2 separate regions of the Hordeum vulgare genome follow, and region 1 is linked to region 2. Evidence: chromatin contacts called from public Hi-C data. All regions are on one chromosome and are shown on one strand. The core of a region is the stretch at or near the end of the contact, and the rest is flanking DNA. Distances in the headings are between cores, read along the strand shown.

Region 1 (3,248 bases), core at 578-3,077, 720 kb before region 2:
TGTCGGATTACATGATCATGTAAGCAAAGAAAATACCAGTCCTCTAGTACTCTGTGTTAAGCAACACTGCAACATTTTACGCGATCGGCTATTGCAGATTGGACAGCACTTGATGCACTCACATCACAACGCTTCAGAATGCAAGTACATCTACCGAAAGTGTGAATAAAATCTAGAAAACATATCATGACAAAATGATGGTATACTGAATGTCAATTATGTTTCACGAAGAAAGGCATACGCCAAAAAATATATCAGAACATAGAGCATTTTTCTGTTCACATCTGATTAAAACTGAAAATCAGTATGAATGGGAAGTGCACTAACGAATGGAAGATATATTCGACCCTATCAATTTAAGTTCAAGCATAAGGGAGGAACAAAAATATAACCCCGAATCAACACGCTAGAGTTGTGTACCATCAGCTTCGAAAGCTTTTCTTTCCCTAATCGTTTCATCGCTTGATATGTAGACAGAATATCACTACAAATAGTGAATCGGAACAAAATGAATTTAACGACCTATGCGAAGATCGTGCAATGTACCCTATTTCATAGTTCGAAGCTAGAAAAGTACTTGCATCCCACATAGAAATTTCCATCGGTTGTGAGTAAGTAAACACTAAGTAGACTCGTGTATTCACCTAATTAGCATGATCTGCGAATTAATCACCATCTTTTGGCTAGAGCTATCAGATCAAACATTAAAAAAGTGCCAGCTCCAATCAAACCAGCAAGCTTCAGGAAACCTCCCAAAAATCAGATTCAGAAACATACCAATTAGACTGGTATATCCTTGCTTCAAGGTTGCATGTCAGTACATGCCTAATACATACTCGCCATTATTTACTCCCCAGTTCAGAAGTTCTCGTTTGCATGCTATCCTACAGTCCTACCCTAAGCAACGCTCTCCCTATCATGCTACATTCATTACCACTTATTACCAGCAACCAGAACTGGAGTCATAACCGACGAGCAAGGCGACACACTGTGGATTACAAGCTACAACACGAAATGAATTTGGCATGCCAGGACACCAGTGACAGCTAGCACCTATTGGACAACCAGAAGTAATTCATCGGGAATGCTCGGCTTATCTTTTCATCCATGGAAAGGACTCTGATCGATGTCAGGCAATCACACAGGCAACCGAAAGCAATATCTAGATCATCCAACCAGTCACATTTCTATCCACTGTATATATAATATCGTAGTATATGCGTGAGATCATTTCTGTCCACATCATCCATCCTATCATTAAGGGGCAGACAGAACGACCGATACGTGGCCACTCCGTCGCTGCTGCATCCCCCATTCCGATTATCTTGAACAATCAATTTCTATACCGGGACCGAAGCGGACGGCAATCGATGATCACCTGCTGCCTATGGGAGATTAGGTCATCCGAGTCATCGGAGTCGCGGTCCGCGAAGTCGTAGTCCGCGTCCCCGTCGTCGCTGAGGGCGAGGCCCGCCTCGCCGCCGCTGTAGAAGTCCTCGTCGGCGGAGTCACGCGCGTCGTCCTCTGAATCCATCGCCGCCGCCGCCTCGCGCACCGGAGCCTCGAGAGCGAACCGGATCGGGCGGATCGGAGCCGCGCCCCACCGTTTGGACGGAGCAGGCGGCTCGGATTCGGGGGAGGGACGGGGGCTGTGGAAGGGGAAAGGGGTGGAGAGGAGGAAGACGTGGGGGGAGGAAGAGGATGGGTGGGATTCGCTCGGGGGCAGAGGAAGCCGCGAGCTTTCTCCTTCCTTCCTTGTTTGTTTCCGCACGTTTTCTTTCTCGCGTGTAGTAATTGCTATTTTCTGCTTCTTCTCGTAACAGTGCCTTCCAGACGGAACCTTTTCCTTTCATGGGAATCTTGCGCTGCACCAAGAAAGGAAGAATCTTTGCTTCACAAACAGGAGTGACGCGTTCCTCTGTGTCCGAATACCTCTTTCTCTTTGCCACGCCACGGCTCAGGGCAACGGTCTTTCATGCCTCGTGCGGCCGACTCCAACGTTTTGGATTTTCAAGGTCAAAAATCATGGCCAATAAGCGGTTATTTTTTTTGAAAGTGATAGGTTTTTATTCCAACATAACAGAGTTACAATCCTCAACCACGAGATCATTGGCAAAAGGAGGAGAGTGGCCCAGCCAACAGGCTCTACTATCCCCACATCGTCCATAATTCGCTAAGCAGTCTACAACTCTACTTTAATCGCAGAAAACTTTTACACGAATAAAAACCCTATCACTTAAAAGAAACTTGATCTCTTGGATCATATGGCCATAGTCTGATTTATCCAACGAAGCACCCGTTACTGCGTTGATAGCAGCAGCACAATCCGATTGAACCATAATTGCAGCGTCGAAATGCTCAGTAGTGAGCTTAATACCCTCCAGAACAGCATGTAATTCCGCTTCAAGCGCATCATTGCAATGGAACAGCTTCCGGTACGCAGCAAATATCACCTCACCCGTCCTTGTCCTCAGAATTATCCCCGAGCCAGCTGATCCATCTGTCGCGCAGTACGAGACATCCATTGACAGCGCCACCATTCCAGCCGGAGGAGGAGGCCAAGGTAAGCGTGATGCAGGCTTAACGGGTACACAAATTGGACCGTGAACCACCGGAGCTTTTCCTTTAATAATCTCCTCCACACTGCTTGATATCTGAGTGAAGGTGTTATAATAACTTTGCAGGAAGGAACATGAGACATCTTGCGGAGGGGGATCTTTACCATGAAGCAATTCATTTCTGACATACCAGGATCGCCAGAGGACCATTATAATTCTGCTACGGATGGAGACGTGGGATTCTTCCAGGAGCTGAAGTAGCCATTCGTTGCGTGTCCATTTGATCAAAGATCTATCCGGAAGAGGCCAATGATTCCGCATTAAGTCCCATAAGGAGGCAGCGATCGGACAAGAAATAAGAGCATGAAATGAGGATTCTTGTTCCCTATCACATAGCCGACAGAAGCCATTTAGATCAAAGTGTCGTCTCTTCTTCTCCGCGTCTGTAGGTAGGGTGCCCGAGACAACTTGCCAAGCAAAATTCTTCAGCTTTGGGGGAACCTCCGCACTCCACACTAACCGCCAGAGTGGTCTGTCTCCAGATGGGTTAGCACTGGTTGAGCTTGGGCAAAACTGATCATAGTGATCAGTCATCGCAACATGGTACGCACTTTTCACCGTCAACAACCCGGATCTCTCCCAAGGCCATGATATGAAATCCTCCCGCATTCTCGGTGAAGTTCTTCTCTT
Region 2 (2,894 bases), core at 185-2,684:
ATACCATGGGCAGCCTTTCTCACACTTAGCACAAAGCCTACTTTGTCATTCTTTGGGAATTTGATGTTCACCCTCTCCTTGCAACTGTACTCTCTGACTGCTTTCCTCAAAAGCTCCACTAATGAGAACAATTGGCCTGCATGGAACTTAGGCTCATGCATGCCTACAGTTGTAAAAGGTTCGAAATTGAATTTTATTTCATCTTCATCAGAATCTGGACCATCCAATTCCTCTTCTTCAGAGTTGCAATCTTCAACCACCTTTTTCCCTTTCTTGTCTTGCACTGGATGCAGCTGCTCCTGCAACAAATCTTCATCCCCATCCTCCAAGTCATAATCACCGTCAATAATCTCAGGAATATAATCACTGTCAGCTGATTCTGAATCTGCATATTGTTCTTCCTCCTCTTCTAACTTTTGTGCTCTTGGTCTTAGTTTCACAACGAATTGGTCATGAGAGATCTCTTGGTCATGACTCTGAATTTCATGAGTTTCATCCACAACACTACAAGATGTATTGCTTTCATTTGCACTGCTTGGCTTTTTCATGGGACTGAAAACAGTAAGAAATTCTGCTACTGGATTAGCCAGAACATCATCCCATTTAACCCCTCCACCAGAAATATGGCTATCCAAATGATCAAGATATATCATTTGGAAATTATGCCCTCGATTGATCTGAAGATACATAGCATCTAAGTCAGCATCATTGGACAGAAGAGTTTCAACACCTTCATTAATCTGACAACCAGGGGCAGCCAATAGATATCAATTCTTCCTTCCTTTTCATACCCCAAGTGCTTAACTATTTCTTCAAACATATTGTAGTATGCTAGTTCCACATGACAATAATCATAACAAACCTTATGGCCATCCAAATAGCACCTATTCAGCCCACTACCAAAGAATAACCCACCATGAATCACTTCAATAGTGAAATTCCCACTCTCCTTCGATGCACCAAAAAATTCAGTAAATGTTCAAACTTCATGCCGTACAGTAACAAAACCCTAGCACAATTCCTCATGAACTATAGCAAATCGACATGTACAAATCACGTACTTTGTGCATACGACCTAATCGACACAAAGATGCAGATTATTGGGCCAAAAAACGTGCCTATGATGTGCTATCAACGAAACATACCGTAGGTTGGAGCCGCCTCGTCGTCTGGCCGCCGTCGAGGGCCGTCCATCGTTGACGAACTCCACCCCATGGGTTGCGACGCCGTCGCTAACGCTTCCGGCACCACAGGAACTACCATCAGAATGTCGTTGGATCGTCGATCATCCGCCGCCGTGCCTACTCGCAGTACTCTGCGTTCTCCTCTGTTTTCAATCGAGGAAGAGAGAAAAAGGGGATCGAGAACAGACAAGGAGCTGAGTGCAAAATTACCACCGCTCTACGCTGACGGGTGGGGTCAAGTCTGACAGATGGAACATATGATGACGTGTCATACGAGTATTCGCGAGACGTAGCTGGCGCGTAGAGCGGGACTCAGTGTCCAAGATCAAGGACCATATTGATAACGTATCTCTGTGTATAAGGATCGTATTGAAGCAGTTCTAAACTTCGTGGACTGGATTGGACATCGTTGCCAACCTCCGGGATGATACATGCAATTATCTCCTGCCTCATCCGTCTGCGCGATCGTCGCCGCCGCCGCCGGCACACATCCTAAGCAGGCAGCGGAGCGCAGCACAGCACAGCACGGGCGGCTGCCGAGGCCCACGCCCCCTCGCTCTCCCCCGCCTCCGACCTATCCCCTATCCCAGCAGGCAGCACATGCAAGAAGCCCCTCCCCCCAAATCCCCAGCCAATCTCGCCCCAACCCCAACACCACCGCCGAGAAAACCCTAGAGACAGTGCCGCCCATGGTCATCGCCGGCGGCAGGTTCGAGAAGAGTCCCACCGTCGAGAAAGCCGTGGAGGCAGCGCTGTCCGCGGTCAGCGCCGGCGGCGGGTCCGGGGAGGTCCCCACCGTCCAGTACAACATCTACCAGCCGCCATCCTCTCTCCATGGCTGGCCCGACGACCACGACACTGAGGCTGCCATCCGCCACCTCAGCCTCCTTGATATCGCGCGGCTCCAGCTCCCGGACGGCATCCCCCGGCACGACCTCGTCTCGGATCTCGTCGCCTCCTATCACCAGGAGAACTGCCGCGGCTACGCCTACATCTGACGCGTCCGCGTCAGTGTTGGCCGGAAGTCCTTCCTCAGCGCGGCAGCCGTACAAGCCACAACGGAGGTGCTCCCTCCACGGCGCAGGACGAGGAGCACAAGGAGGTCGTCCACGGTTACCTGCGCCTCCTTGCAGTTTATGGAAATGTGGATCCTCCCGCAGTTCCACGGCAGGGACATGTTGTCGTATGTGTCGGCTGCGATGTGGGAGGTGAAGATGGAGTTAGCGCATAGCGTCAACTGGGGTGAGCTGATCTGGGACCTTGGAGCCTGGGCAGGCTGATGCACACAAGCATGAAGTGAAGCATGTGAAGCAGCAGTTTCAGCAGGGCAATCGACAAAAGTGGACCCGTAAGAGGAGCAAGCGTAGGGTACCTAGTGGATCAACAATCTCTTCCGCAAATAGTTCTCGTGACATTACAGGATTAAAGAATGAGATTAAACGTGCTCGATTGGAGAACCAACCTACAAAGGAGTTCCTTGAAGCAGAGATGTTTGTCTAGGCAATAAAGGTTCTGAATGAGACACTATCTGCAGAGACCATCGTACATATCTTGCAGGACTCTCCGCCGTCTGGCTCCCCGCTGATGCGTGGTGGTGCTGTAGTGGAGGTCACTAAATAAGAGAATGGTTCTCATGCTCGAATGTGATCCTGGTGGGATCAGTAACATGATGTAGATTTGTCTTCGCCTGGTGAGCGTTGGCTTTTGGAG

Evidence for each region. Hi-C and Micro-C count contacts between places; a contact is called where the count stands out from the background.
Region 1: a contact with region 2 is called in a Hi-C map of seedling, with 4 times the contacts expected there. The contact joins the promoter of LOC123404046 here to the promoter of LOC123403526 in region 2. A contact is called at or near these places in 2 of 6 Hi-C or Micro-C datasets (leaf and seedling) and 1 of 1 datasets of contacts at active chromatin or transcription factors (embryo).

What each region holds. Positions count from the first base shown.
Region 1 is chr6H:345,171,909-345,175,156 of MorexV3_pseudomolecules_assembly, reverse strand. It overlaps LOC123404046 (probable E3 ubiquitin-protein ligase ARI8), which reads right to left and starts at 1,827. Exons shown (of 15, transcript XM_045097960.1): 1 at 1,379-1,827. The coding sequence starts at 1,534.
Region 2 is chr6H:344,450,289-344,453,182 of MorexV3_pseudomolecules_assembly, reverse strand. It overlaps LOC123403526, which reads left to right and starts at 1,434. Exons shown (of 2, transcript XM_045097457.1): 1 at 1,434-2,894. The coding sequence starts at 1,616. The coding sequence ends at 2,182.